Linked DNA regions of Zea mays: region 2 is linked to region 1. A link is a contact called in public Hi-C data. All regions are on one chromosome and are shown on one strand. The core of a region is the stretch at or near the end of the contact, and the rest is flanking DNA. Distances in the headings are between cores, read along the strand shown. Region 1 holds the start of LOC100193383. Region 2 has its middle 63 kb from the start of LOC100193383.

Region 1 (7,406 bases), core at 1,543-4,042:
GGATCAAAGGACACTGTCTGTCGGAGCGCGAGTAACCGTGACCAGTCCATAACGAACGGACATAGAAAGCAAGCCTGGTTTACACCTCAGTCACAACAGGGCCACCAAACTCCACCTCATCCTTTTCCATCATACTGAGAGTACGGGTAAGTAAGAATAGTAGGAACATAATTTTTTTTTAAAAAAGAAGGGTAAGGACAGATTATGTACAACCCAAATCTTTCCGAAAGATAGCAGGAACACGCACATATAGCAGGTGATCCTGCGAGCTGCAGACTCTTTGGCAACTGCTTTTATCAAAACTACTTCAGGCTGACCTACCAGTTCATTAGTAAGTTCAGCACTGCACGGCTGCACATCTAAAACCACAAGAACACACTTAGCGAAAACAGGAACACAAAAGGACGCAGCCTACATCCACGTCTGTCCAGGTGTGATGATGCATCTAAATACTGCCTCCACCGACCGGATTACAGCTATTACTTTCGGTCCATGCCTAACGGCTCGCATCAACAGTTCCAACACTATTATGACAAACCAAGCTCAGCTCCACCCCTTTTTTATTCCTGAAAAACAAAAGGAGAACAGGATGTGAATAAAATGATGTGAGGCCATGGAGAAAGCATCGCAAGTAACAGCAGAAACAGGGGTAGCGCAATAGGGTGTGAACAAAATGATGAGGCCACTGAGAAAGCATTGCAAGTGACAGGGGGGTGGCGGGCTGCTAGGATTCAAGGAAGTGTAGGCTGTCATGATAAGCTATTCAAAACATGATCAAGTCCTATGTGTCACCGTTATCCTTAATGCCTATGCCTTATATACCTGCTACCGTTTTTTCTTTAACAAGTGACACTTGCCAGCATCTTAATCATAAGGTAACACTTGCAAGAGATTGTAATACTACTACTTGCCATGAAATTGAGATTTAGAACAACTAATCCACCAAGATCCGCAGTTCACTTCAAGTTACACAAAAAAAAAAGTAGTGGAGGTAAAAACTGATGGTGTGATATAACCTGCTCTAAGCTGCTAAGATAAACTTTCTACTACTAATTAAGTTAAAGCTTGCACTTCATAAAAAAAGTTGATAGTTTTATGTTACAGCCGTCGTTGTCAACCTCCACTACCATGCAGTCCGTCTGGGATTCAACTAGCAAGTAAGTCTTCTACAGGCTACTGCGATTTTTTTTTTCAGAATGGAGCCGGGATAGTGACAGAACATAAAAGAAAGATATGTTTTGAGCTTCCTAAGATTGGAATAGGACACCTAAGCTGGATAGATGATCAAGGGCAGTATCCCTGGGGACAGAAAAAAATTCTAGGACTTAGCTTCTACATCATATCCTGCATGTCTCACAATTGGGTTACTTGTATGAAGACTATCAAACTATCATTTGTTATCAAAAAAACCCCGAACAACTTCTGAAGTCGAAGTATATAGTCTAGGCTGGTTAAGATGTAAGTATGGGTTGAAATGCTGGTGTTAACAAACTAAACACAACTGTATGATGTTGTTGACATTGACAAGGACATAACTCAAAATGGAATGCACTACTAATGGAAAGCACAAATTGGAAACTATGATGTGTCCTATATATGGTATACCTTGTTCACAAAAAAAGGAGAGTTCCCAGCAGATTGTTCAGTAATAAAGTGAACCTGAAAGTGCAGTCTAGCAAGTGAGTACATATGCATCCCATGTATACTCAGGATAATACACAACTTAATGCAATGATACCTTGCCACCAATCACCTCTAGTAGCAGAGCCATCCGACTTGTCCTCCTTGTACTGGATTTAAAATTCAAAAGAAACATTAGACTTCAGTGCTCCAAATGGTATATTGGTATGTATTACTTATATATAAAAAAGGTTCTACGTACTTTTGTCTGGGGTTCATTGGCTGGCTGCTTCTGTAACGTGCTGCTGTAGAATTCCCGACCACCGTAATGCACGGACGAACCGAAGTAAGGGGATTCTGACGAGTCATTTGGATAAGCATGTTTTCCATCCTTGTAAGTAGGGCGGCCGTGTGATTTGCCATCTGACCATGAATTTAAACTTTCATACTTACATCAAATGCTCCAGATTAATGCTAAGCTAAGATGGTAAAAAAAGGTTCTAAGTATCGCTTTGCTTGTGAACACAACCTAAATCGAAGAGAAATATATCAAATAGACAGGAGTACCCAGAACTACCTGTAATGCCACTGCCATTCTGCCCTCTGGAGCTCTGCTTGTTCAGCATCGTGTACAGGTCGGCCTGCTTTGCGTCATTTGCGCTCCCCTTGAATGCAAAACAGAAGCCACAGTGTCAGCGTCATATCCAAATAGATTTTACAGAATCATATAGCTCCCTCTGTTATCAAAATTATCCCTCATCATCAGACTTAAATTGAGAAAAAAAACGTTGAGCTCACTCCGCAAATCGTAACATAGTAACGGACTCATCAGCAAATCGCACCAATTCACTAACCACGAAAAAGATCCCTAAGACCCCAAGAATCCATCAGAACGATGGTGTGAAGAGACGGCCCCGTACCGCAGGCGACGCGGAGAAGACGGTGCTGAAGTACCCGTTAGCCGGCGGCGGCGCCGCGGCTCCGGCAGCGGCGGGACCCGACTTCTTCGCCTCCATATGTAGGGTCGTTTTCGGCGTTAGCGGCTTCGCGAGATGGGCTTAGACTCTAGAGAGGATGGAGCCGTGAACACTTGAGGCGGAGAAGAGGTAAGTCACGTGAAGTGGTCGTTGTAGGCGGCGGCGGCGCGGAAGGAAGCAGTTGGTTGTTCGCCTCGTGGCGTCCTGCTCCGGCCAACATCTGTGCCGGCATTTAAAGGCCTCGACGGAGCCCGGTATCGCTATTTCCTAGATCTTAAGGGGGCTGGATGGAGAAAATTGTGTTTCGCTTTCATCCTCCTGCAGACTTGGCAGAGTGCAATAGTGCATAGCTAGGGGATGTACACGCTTTTGAGGGGGTTTTAAGAGTTTATAAGTGAAAAAAAAGATGGACTCTCTTTATATGACTCTTTATACATAATGTTTTTAATTGTATTTATGATTTAGTGGATCAGAATTATATCATATAGTCTCTTAGCTGTCTTTTGTAGTTGAAAAACCGAACCACCGTTTTAGAATTGTACATACTCTTAAGCGGTTGATAATACTCGCGAAATTTCAAGGACGACTCTGAATTCAAGCCTTGGCCTCCATTAGAAAGAAGTCATTTTAGCGACATTTAGGAAGTATTTAGTTCAACAGACAAAAGTTTAGATTGTGTTAAATCAAATATTTGGATATCAAGTATAAGTATTACATATAGTCTTAGTTAGGATTAATATATTTATTTCGTCTTTTAGTCTTTATTTATGTAATTATTTTTATAATTAGACTATATGTAAGACTCAACTATCATCGATGTAATAGGACTAAACTTTATTTGAGTGGAACCAAACATCGTGGCTGCCATCAATAGTTTAGTTGGTTATCTTGTTAGTGTATTCAGGAGAGAAGCCATTTTACGATCTATATTTATGTCAAATAGTACTGGTATTGGGTTGGTGGATGGTGGTACTTCTCTATCATAGAGACATGTATGAAAATAGATACCCCTTGCTAGCTTTTATTTAACCTTTTTTGTCATCTTATCTAAAATGGTTGCTCTCTATGTCTTCCCTGTTGGATACACTAGCTATCTTGCTTTTAGCTGCCCCTTTAGCTGGCATGTCGTTATAGTACCTATGTGTCATTTGTTTCCCAAACTAGTTTCATTTTTTAGACTCACTCATGTTGTTATAGGAATTAATAAAAAAACATAGAAATAAATTATTGGTAACACAAGTTCGAATATCATAACTATAGATAATTTTTTTACTGTACTTAAGTATGGGCCCCTCGACTCGATCGCCCTGGTCTAGCTCGCCAAAAAAACCTAACCCAAACAATATGATGGGCGGGAATAGACCATACGTTTTGGCCCGCAACAATCCATGGCATAGATACAATCCATGATTTTTTATCCAAAACACGACCTAACCGAAAACACGACCCAAAGCAAAAAAAAAACGACTCGACGACGCGTTCCACAGGAAGGCACAGACCAACCTGACCCAACCCGACACTATATACGAATTAATTGTGGACTGTGCCAAACAATCTATAACCTGGCCTTGATACAACTCTACCTGATGTTCAGTCTACTTTTGACAAATGTCATCCCCGCCAAATTACAACTCAAAGGTGAAAACCTTATGGAAAAGATAATCTAAACCCGAACTACTGCATTTGTTCCAAATTGATTCTGTAGTAAGTTAAATTTTTGTGATTTTGATTAAGTTTTTTCTTAAAATTATGTTAACATCTATACTTTAATTAAATGCAATTTCAAAATGTATTTAATACATAACATAATTTATTGAAACAATTGATGTTACAAACGATGGTGTCTTTCCAGTGAACTTGTAAACTTTTAAAAACTAAAATTATTTATAAAGTTAAAATAAATTATAATTTAGAATAGAGGCATCAGTAGAAAAATAACATCCACGTGATGGATGGTAGGCCATTCATCAGATCAAGTTCTGTTTACCTTCCCGCTTTATACAAAAATAAAATAAATTATGCACAAGTAAAGATTCGAAAATTATCTAATCAATAAAACACATATATTTTTATGTTATATTAAAAAACAATATTTATATAATATATAAAAAACATAGCAATGCACAGGGATATGACTAATATTTTCTTTATTATTAAATTTAGGTTGGTTTGTATAGTGTTATGCAAACAAAAAAATAGATAAATTTACGTAAAATCTAGAAGATATCACTTTGACTAGTATTTCTTCCGTTTCGTTTTAGTTGTCGCTAGATAGTGCAAAATTAAACTATCCAGCGACAACTAAAAAGAAACGGAGGGGTAACCTTTTTAGAAATGCATTATCTAAACTTAAAAATATATATTATGAAAGTATTCTAAACTTTATACAGGTGGTCTATATAAATTTTATAGATGTTATTAATCAAAGGAAAAGGTTCGCTTTCGAGGTAAGGAGAAAGTATTCACATTTACTTGCATTATTGTACATTCCCTGAATCCCTTACTCAGCTTCACAGTGAACGGCGACACCTGCAATTTACACAACAGTAGCACTTCACGACTCACCAGTCGCCAAAAATGTGTACGTGTTGACTGAACAGGTTCGTAAGTACCGTCATATCTTCCAAACTATACATATCTTTTCACATCCTTCTATTTCTATGCGTATCCAAAAGGAGGTGCTCCATCTAACGAGCATCACCGCACTAGCTCATGCCATTTGCCACCAGCACAAGATGCTCATTCCAGATCATCTAGAATCACTTCGATGGAGAGCGCATCACAAGCTGAAAAACAATTATTCATCAATCATCAACATTGACCGATTCCGGTTTGACTTATTTTGCAAATTATCTACCTGCATTGACCCATATATATAAAAAGACCAATAATATCACCTACGCGAGAACCATCCAATTAACCACACTGAGATCTTGTTTAGAGTGGCTTATCAGGCTATTTAGAGCGTGTTTAGTTTGTAGAGACTAATTTTTAGTCCCTCTGTTTTACTTTATTGTAGTCTCTAAATTACCAAATACGGAAACTAAAATATAGTTTTATTTTCGTATTTAATAATTTAGACACTAAAATAGATTAAAATAAAAAGATTAAAAATTAGTCTCTAGAAACCTAACACTTTATAATCTAGCTAGGGACTGTTTAGATTCTATGGTCTAAAGATTTATCCTACAAAGTTGAAAACTAAAAATTTAGACACTTGCACGGTCTAAATTTTCTAAAAAATTAGCTAAACATTATAAAAAAGAAATTCCAGTTTTTTTTTATTTATTAGCCTCAGAAATTAAATCGGTCTACGGGATTCAGAATTTAGAATCTAATCAGTGCCTTAAAAGTTGTTCTCCTTTCTGAAAAGGAAGCAAATCTAGTTCCCGGAGGACTGATTAGTAGACAGGCAAAATTATTCACGTGGCCTTGCTTTTTTCTTCCAGCCACACCACACCATCATCGCAGCAGTGTCTCAGAGCATCCAAAGCATTTATCTTCTACGAAGAGGTGCGTGGACCGGCCCGAACAGAGATGGTTCTTTTTTCTTGAGCGGGTCGCCGGGTCCTATATCTATATTTTAATTAGTTGGTGTATATCTAATTGCATTCTTTTTTGATAATATCGAGAGCCTAGAGCTGCGTTCATTTATGGACAAAGGTTTTTTTTCCTCCGTTCTAGAATATAATGCATTATGACATCTAAATAGTATTTAAATATAAGGCATCCTATATGGTATTCTTGCTCAAATTTGGCAATATTTGTTAAAAAGAAAACACAATTTGAAGGAAACACTCTATTTCAGTTTAGCCATGGATACATGAGTCATTTGACATTACATTAAGTTGCCTTATAGAGCTTATAGAGAATTTATTGCACGATGAAGGAGCCAAGTTTGACTGTTTGAGCTAGACCAAACGCGTAGTATTTCCGTTTTAGGACTAGTTTGGAAACTCTATTTTTCTAAGAGATTCATATTTTTCCAAGAAAAAATAAACTGAAAAAATAACTAATTTCACTTGAAACAATAGAGTTTTTAAATTAGCCCTTAGTTTTTATAGTAAATAAACTATGGGTGTGCTTTTAAATAAGTATCCCGATTGTAGGAGCTTCTCGAGATTTTTCGGTGCCTACATGTTTCCTTTCTCGGCTCTATTCACCTCCCCACCACAACTCCGTCCTCACCGGTGATGTCGTGGCTTTTACCAAAATGTTGATTTAAAGGACCAAGCTCCCCAAGAGAGATGTAGAGAGGTAGAAATAGGATAACAAAAAATTCTAGCATAAATGACACCTATCGCTTATCCCATTTTACCCATGTGCCTAAAGAAGCACTTCTAGTCTAGCGCACAAAAGTTTTATAGCCTAGTTCAAACCCTATTTTACATGGCAATTCTAAAAAAAGTAATTGTGTAAAAATAATATTCAAAGTAAAGGAGAAGGATTAGAAATACGTCAGTGTTATTTTTCCATAACATTTGAGAGTCGACAGTTTCTACTAGTCATTGTTAAATCATTTCATAAAGTATTTCTGGACAATGACAAAGTGGTCTCTATTTGTCGGGGACCATAATTAGGGGTACCCTCAAGACTCCTAATTCTCAGCTGGTAACCCCCATCAGCATAAAGCTGCAAAGGCCTGATGGGTGCGACTAAGTCAGGGATCGGTCCATTCGAGCGACCCGATCACGCCTCGCCCGAGCCTAGCCTCGGACAAGGGCGGCCGACCCCGTAGGATTTCCGTCTCGCCCGAGGCCCCCCTCCAACGGCGAACATATTTCCGGCTCGCCCGAGGCCCTGCCTTCG
Region 2 (7,406 bases), core at 3,477-5,976, 64 kb after region 1:
AGGTGGAGGTTGTTGCCAAAAAGCTTGAGATTGACTCGCCGAAGCAACGGAAACTGCAGGGTGGTTGCCCACATACTCTGGAATGTAGGGCGAGTGATACGAAGCTATATGCATGACCTGCTTCGGCTGAGCTTGTTGTGCTGTGGCTTCGGCTATTTCCTTTTGCTTCTGGATGGTAACGTGACACATCCTGGTAGTATGGCCCTTGTTTTCACCACAGAATAAGCAAAAGATTCTTCTCTGTTGATCGCCAAATCTTCCTCCGAAGCCCCTGGCACCTCTGCCTCTTGGAGCTGGTGGTCGGAAGGGAGCTTGCTGTTGCCCCGAAGCCTGTGAGGAATATTGTGGCCTTTGCTGTTGGCTCCCCTTATCATCACTTTGTGTAGAGTTGTGAATTGATCTTACGTGCCTCGGGTAAAACTTCCCTCCGAAGCCCCTGGTCATTTCAGAAAACCTGAAAGTCTCCTCCCTTCTCTGGCGAAAATCATTATCGGCCCGAATGTACTCGTCCATCTTCTGGAGCAGCTTCTCTAAAGTTTGAGGGGGCTTCCTAGCGAAGTACTGAGCTGATGGACCTGGCCGAAGCCCCTTGATCATGGCCTCGATGACAATTTCATTGGGCACCGTTGGTGCCTGTGCCCTCAAACGCAAGAACCTTCGGACATACGCCTGAAGGTACTCTTCGTGATCCTGGGTGCACTGGAACAGAGCCTGAGCAGTGACTGGCTTCGTCTGAAATCCTTGAAAGCTGGTTAACAACAAGTCCTTCAGCTTCTGCCATGAAGTGATCGTTCCTGGTCGAAGGGAGGAGTACCAGGTTTGAGCAACACTCCTGACAGCCATGACAAAAGATTTGGCCATGACTGAAGCATTGCCACCATATGAAGATACTGTTGCTTCGTAGCTCATCAAAAACTGCTTCGGGTCCGAGTGACCATCGAATATGGGAAGCTGAGGTGGCTTGTAAGACGGAGGCCAAGGTGTAGCCTGCAGCTCAGCGGACAGAGGAGAAGCATCATCAAAAACAAAATTTCCATGATGGAAATTGTCATACCAGTCATCTTCGTTGGGAAAACCCTCCTGATGAAGATCTTGGTGCTGAGGCCTTCGGTGCTGCTCATCCTGAGCAAGATGACGAACTTCTTCAGAGGCTTCGTCTATCTGCCTCTGCAGTTCAGCCAGCCTGGCCATCTTTTCCTTCTTCCTCTGTACTTCTTGATGAAGCATCTCCATATTTCTGATTTCTTGATCTATCTCGTCCTCTGGTGGTGTTGGGCTGACAGCCTTCCTTTTCTGGCTTCGGGCCTCCCGCAGGGAGACTGTCTCCTGATTGTGGTCCAGTGGTTGCAGAGCTGCAGCCCCAGTCGCTGAAGCTTTCTTCGGCGCCATAACGAAGGTTTATGATCGCCGAAGGTGTTCAAAAAATCCAGAGTGGAAGTGAGTTCACCGGAGGTGGGCGCCAATGTTGGGGACTTGTTCTCAAATGCTTCAAGAACAAGGCAACACAGAAAATGTTGATCGGTTAAGTCCTTCGTCCTACGAAGCATTATTTCCCTTGGGATATAATGATTTTCGGACGAAGGTCACAAAGGGCGAACCATTATAAATGCATTACATATTAACGAAGAATGAATTACGAGAAACATAAAGAATTACGTAGATCATCATATATCATTATTATATATAAATAAAAATAACATTGGATTACAGATGTACCTTCAATTTGAAGGAAATGAAAGTACAAGCGTGACGCAAAAGTGAACACCAAGTCAGCGTGAACAGTACGGGGGTACTGTTCACCTATTTATAGGCACGGGGTACAACCCATACAAAATTACATACATGCCCTTTACATTTGGTGATAATTCTATAGCAATCTATCGAGGTTTAAATGACCTTTTCATCTTTAAGTCGGTTCCCTTTTCTGCGAACATGCCGAAGCTTTCCTGCTTCACAGCTTCGGCGCTGTGTCAACCTTCGTATCTTTTGAGCTTCTCCCTTTCTGATACGAGTCCGAAGATACCTGCTCACACATTATACTCTAAAAACACTGTTAAATCATGTTTTTAAGGACCTTCGGAAGCCGAAGGCCCCCAACACTGGTGATCCGTGGTAACGTAGTTCTCAACAGTATGTACATCAACGCGCACCCACCGACAGGCGCGCGCCACCAGCCGTCATCAGTCATCATCAGCACCACCACCCAATCTGAACGAGACGAGCGCAGGCAGGACACCGAGCTGGCCCCAACTCCCGTCGATTTCTATCGGCAGGTGACGCCGACCTGGTCGTCTCGTCTGGCTCACGTTGGTGGCGCCATCCGATCTGCCTGTGATTGTAGGGGTCTGTTTGGGAGACAGAAAAACTAAAGAAGATTGGAGAGAATAAATTCTTCTTCTTATTCAATTTTGAATAAAAAATGATTTTATTTCTTCCTAACTACTCCGGTTTTGTGGTTTCAAACTATGTCCTAGATGTTAAAACGGCCTGCATTGCATGCCCATCCATCTATACCCGCGACGCGAACCGCTGAGAGCGATTTGAATGCAACAAGATGCTCGGCCCATGGGCCGTGGGATTCTGGCCCGATCGGCCGAATACGCGTTCGCGTGGGCGCCCGCCCGCGTGTGAAAACATGATCCGTGTGCTGTGCTGCCTGTGTTGGAAATGGAGTCACGCCTGTGGAGAGCACATCGCGCCATGCCGTGCGTTCCGTTTGCCCACGGCGGTCGGGCAAGCAAACTATAGGCCCTGTTTGGCACAGCTTATTTTCAGCTTCTTCACAAATTTAAGCAGAAGTTCTGCCAAACAGCTAGCTTTTGCAGCAGCTTATCAGTTCAGCTGCTTCTCAGAATACACTAAAAGCAGCCAACAAGCAGAAGCTGCTTTTCACCAGCTTATCAGATAAGCTGCTTTTTCAACAAGCAGCAGCTGTGCCAAACAGGGCCATAAGCTGGCCCAAACTGTCCGCGGTGACTGGTTGGTGGTGGGCGTCGTGTTGTGTTGTGTTGTGGTCGGGCAAGCACCAGCTCGCTGCGGACGATCATAGTTTATGTTGCTGCCGTCAAAGACCACGAGTTGGGTTGGGTGCACCGTTGCCGACGTTACGGTCCGTCGTTGCCCGCAGTCGTCGACCGGCTTTTTGCATTTTAACCCTTCATCGAAAACAATATCACGTTTGGACCCTAGAAAATTTTAATGTTATTTTTAGACCCTTTGCTCGGCGCCATAGCCTATGGCGCCGAGGTAACACAGCTCGGCGCCATAGGCTATAGCGCTGAGGTAGGTGCTGCGCTGGCCCAAACGGACGACGTGGCGCCGACGTGGTACCGAGCTCGGCGTCATAGATCTTGGCGCCGAGCTCGTTTCTGTACACAAAGGTCGTCTAGCTCAGTTGGTAGAGCGTAAAGCTCTTAACCTTGTGGTTATGGGTTCGAGCCCCACGGTGGGTGTTTTTTGTCTTTGTCACTAATTTTTTTTGTTGTCCCAATTTTTTGTTTATGTCGTTGATTTGTCCGTCCAAATTTATTTCTCATCCTGTTTTTTTGTTTTTGTGACTGATTTGTTTATTCATCCAGATATTTTTTTTGTTTATCCGGTAAAAAGAAGCACAAATATTCATGAATTGACTATCCTATACGATGGCCTATTTGAAATGCAAGATTATTATATAAATTAATACATGAATTTTGTAGTCTCACCAGTTTGATTTTATACAAAAGCACGTGAAGAAAAAAAACCTGAATATTTCTACAGATAAGCCTGTATTCTATAATCCGAATATGAGTACATATATATTCCAACGTTGTGGATGCGTCAAGGTTTAGATACTTGAATATTTCTGGAATAACGAAATGTGAGTGGCTGAACAGTGACAGGTATTTCATTCTTGTGTTTTCAGTAGGCCGCTTAATGCTCCTAATGAGAACACGGAACTCCTCTGGCAAATACAGCTGCCGGATAGTATACTTTGGAAGTTTCTCCAAAATAATTGCTTCCTAGTTTATGACACAGATAGCTGCATTTTTATACGAATTCCTGGCAAACCAGTGTTTCATGGCATAGAAGTTCTGAGCGTCAGTTAGGATATGAAAAGCAAAGTAGCTTGGCTCCTGAAAAACAAAAAAATATCTAGATGAATAAACAAATCAGTCAAAAAACAAAAAAACAGGATGAGAAATAAATTTGGACGGACAAATCAGCGACATAAACAAAAAATCTGGACAACAAAAAACAAATCAGTGACAAAGACAAAAAAGAACACCCACCGTGGGGCTCGAACCCACAACCACAAAGTTAAAAGCCTTACGCTCTACCAACTGAACTAGACGACCTTTGTGTACAGAATCAAGCTCGGCGCCAAGATTGGTATCACGTCGGCGCCACGTTGTCCGTTTGGGCCAGCGCAGCACCTACCTCGGCGCCATAGCCTATGACGCCGAGCAAAGGGTCCAAAAATGACATTAAAATTTTCTAGGGTCCAAACGTGATATTGTTTTCGATGTAGGGTTAAAATGCAAAAAAATCGGTTCGTTCGGCAGCTCCGTGTCCGAGCTCAACCTGCAGACCGACAGCGGGCAGGCAGGAACAGAACAGGGCGGCGAGGAATTGAGGGCGGATGCGGCGATACCGAAAACCGCTGTGCGAGTGCGACCACCAGCCAGCCCACCATGCACCTCGTAGTTATCGCCAAAAAAGACAAGGCAGCTGACAGGACATGGGCTGGGTTGGCCTCACCCGGAGGAAACGAAGCATCACGTCTACTCCTCGTCTCCTCCTTGACGACGCGTCTCGACCGGGTGCGACACCTTCGCACAGATTTTTACTACTATTACAGCATCGCGGCCGCGGATGGATGGATGGATTGCTGCCATTTCCTGTTGCATTTGCACATGCTCGTGGACGGTTGCTTGCTCGCTCGCTCGCTCGCAGCGCAGTCTCTCGCCGAGGAGATTCGAAAAAGGCCCGCCCGCCGCACGAACACAGACGGTGCCTGCACTGTTACTGCAGCGGTCGTGTATACTCTCGTGAAGCCATGCATGGAGGATTTTGAAAGGCCCGAAGAAGTACAGTATGTTAATTTTGCCCACCCCACCCCGCCTGACCCGAATGCGAGTGTTGACCGTTGACGAACAGACGAACACTGCTCCATGGACTTGGACTGTTGGAGGAGTGACCATGCATTGCATTTGCATAAAAGTTCGATCCAATCCACACAGCCAGTGACGCGGTGACACGGAGGCACGTACCACGGTACCAGCGCCAGCAGTACAGGCAGAGGTGACGCTAGATACGTACCTGGCTGTACCGTAGCCATACGTCTGAGAGGTCACGCTAGATACGTACCAGTACCGCAGGCCGCAGCACAGCACAGCGCGGCAGAGGACCAGAGATAAACGTCGTACTACGAGGGCCGCGCCCTGGAACTGACGGATCGTAGTATCCTTTCCCTGGGAGGGAGAGCACCGGGCTGGCACATGAATGCGACAAACGGAGCCGGCTCAGGAACAAAAGAAAATGGCGTCTCAGATCGGCGCTAGCTGCTATTGCGAGACACAGTAAAAAAAAGCAAAGAGGAGACCTTCGGTGTTGACAGATCCTTCGGTCTTGCAGTACACGCAGAAACAAAATGAAATGCCACACGAAAAGGTATAGAGGAGCGGGAGCTCTGTATTTCAGATCCAGCGACTGTTGGGGTTACCAATGGCAACAGGCAACATTTTTTTTTTCTCTCAGTCGTGTTCGTTACTCATCAACAACGCAACAACAATGACACTGTCTTCACGGTATCCACACGCGCGGTGATAAAAACGCTACGATGTCAGCTTGTAAGCAGCACACAGTAGGGAGAGGAGTGACGACGACGGCTTGGGTGTATGCTACGATGTTACACTGTCTTCACGGTAACTGGCAACATCTATACTATAAAAAATACGATTAATGAATAATCTTATGAGATTTATTTGATACCATAAATCTGATTGTTTTATTGTATAAATCCGATCAAACTTAAGACGTTTTTATTTAAAAAAACAGGGATGCATTTTAATTTGGTAAAGGGAGTAAAAAACATCAGTTATGGACGAGCGAGAAAATTTTGTGCACATGATGCTGCAATGCAAAAATATACAAATGTCAGTAGTATCAAGTAGGTGTTGTCTGGTAGTAGTTGGCTCCCCCCTCCAAAAAAAAACTCCTTCCATCTCATGACTCATGGACAGTGCACAAACTCTCAAGTAACGGGACCCAGGCTCCATGCTTGCCTCCGTTCTGGCTCAGGTACACTGTCACCCCGGTCACACCCACCCCAATCGGTGATCCATCGATTAACCATTAAAGCCGATGATCACACTGGGACCCCGCGCCCATGCATGCACACTGCACAAACACACGCCGAGACACGGACACGGACACGGCAGTGCGTGGCCTGCCATGCCTGCCTCGGAGGTCGCGTCATGGGCTCGACCGGAAACTCGGGCTCCTCTGCTCCACGCGACCACGCCTCTCTCTCTCTCTCTCTCTCTCTCTCTCTCTCTCTCTCTCTCTCTCTCTCTCAGAGATCTTGGTCGACGTCCGTCGTCGTCGCAGCAGCGCCACGGTGGTGATCATTCTACGCCGCCCGAACAAACGTGTGTGCCGGCGCCAGGCTCCCCCTCGTGGCGGTGTCTACATGCTGTCTCTGTCTCTGACCGCCACTAACTCGGCGGGCCCTTTCCCTCTCTGCCACGAGCCCACGAGGAAGGAAGGCGCCAATGGCCGCCGGCCTGGCTGTGGGAGTGGGACAGGGAAAACACAGGGCGACCCCGCCGGCCGCTGTGCATGCGCTCATGGGGCTCATGGCCGGACGGACGCTGCGTCGCTGCGTGCGACAGCGTCCCCCTGTGAGGCTAGAGTAGACTAGAGTGACTGCGACCGCCCGAGCGCCGCTCCGGCCAATGCGCGCGCACGGTGGTGCGTGCAGTGCCAGTAGCATGCAGCCAGCTAGCGCTAGCGCTGCGCGACGTCCGTGACCGGCCGGCCGGTCGCTGAGGCACGGGCGGTGGTGCGCCGGGAAGACAGATAGACACCAAGATCTACCGCTCAGCACAGTCTGCGCTTGTGGGCGTTCAGGCTCAATGACCCGATAGCTTGGATCGACAGCACACACAGCCAAGGATCGACAAATGACCAAACACTCCGCCGTACCGTACGTTCGGGTTCCCGAGTTCTGGTGCATGATTCGTCTGTCTGGCTCCGTGCCTGCCGCGTGCGTGGCAGGCAGCTGTGTAAAAACTCGACGCCATTCATCGAGGACTGACGACGTACGCGTACGTGCGAGCCAGCCCAGGCCGGCCCAGGGGCACGACTTTGTCGTACGGGTGCGGTGCACCAGGCGTCCGTCCTGAGGTCCGTGTCTGGGCGATGAA

Evidence for each region. A called contact is a pair of places that touch in the nucleus more often than the background predicts.
Region 2: a contact with region 1 is called in a Hi-C map of endosperm, with 2.2 times the contacts expected there. The contact joins the enhancer-like site here to the promoter of LOC100193383 in region 1. A contact is called at or near these places in 4 of 25 Hi-C or Micro-C datasets (bundle sheath, endosperm, leaf and 1 more).

Annotation. Positions count from the first base shown.
Region 1 is chr6:162,050,022-162,057,427 of Zm-B73-REFERENCE-NAM-5.0, forward strand. It overlaps LOC100193383, which reads right to left and starts at 2,793. Exons shown (of 6, transcript NM_001138512.1): 1 at 2,541-2,793; 2 at 2,198-2,285; 3 at 1,883-2,043; 4 at 1,739-1,790; 5 at 1,606-1,659; 6 at 1-566. The coding sequence starts at 2,636. The coding sequence ends at 1,643.
Region 2 is chr6:162,112,230-162,119,635 of Zm-B73-REFERENCE-NAM-5.0, forward strand. No RefSeq gene overlaps it. Among protein-coding and RNA genes, the nearest start is that of LOC100193383, 63 kb to the left of the region's middle. Within about 2 kb of position 4,727, at least 16 of the 20 cell types and tissues checked have an H3K27ac peak or open chromatin away from gene starts, as enhancers often do. A contact at or near this core is called in endosperm and tassel, where this site is marked.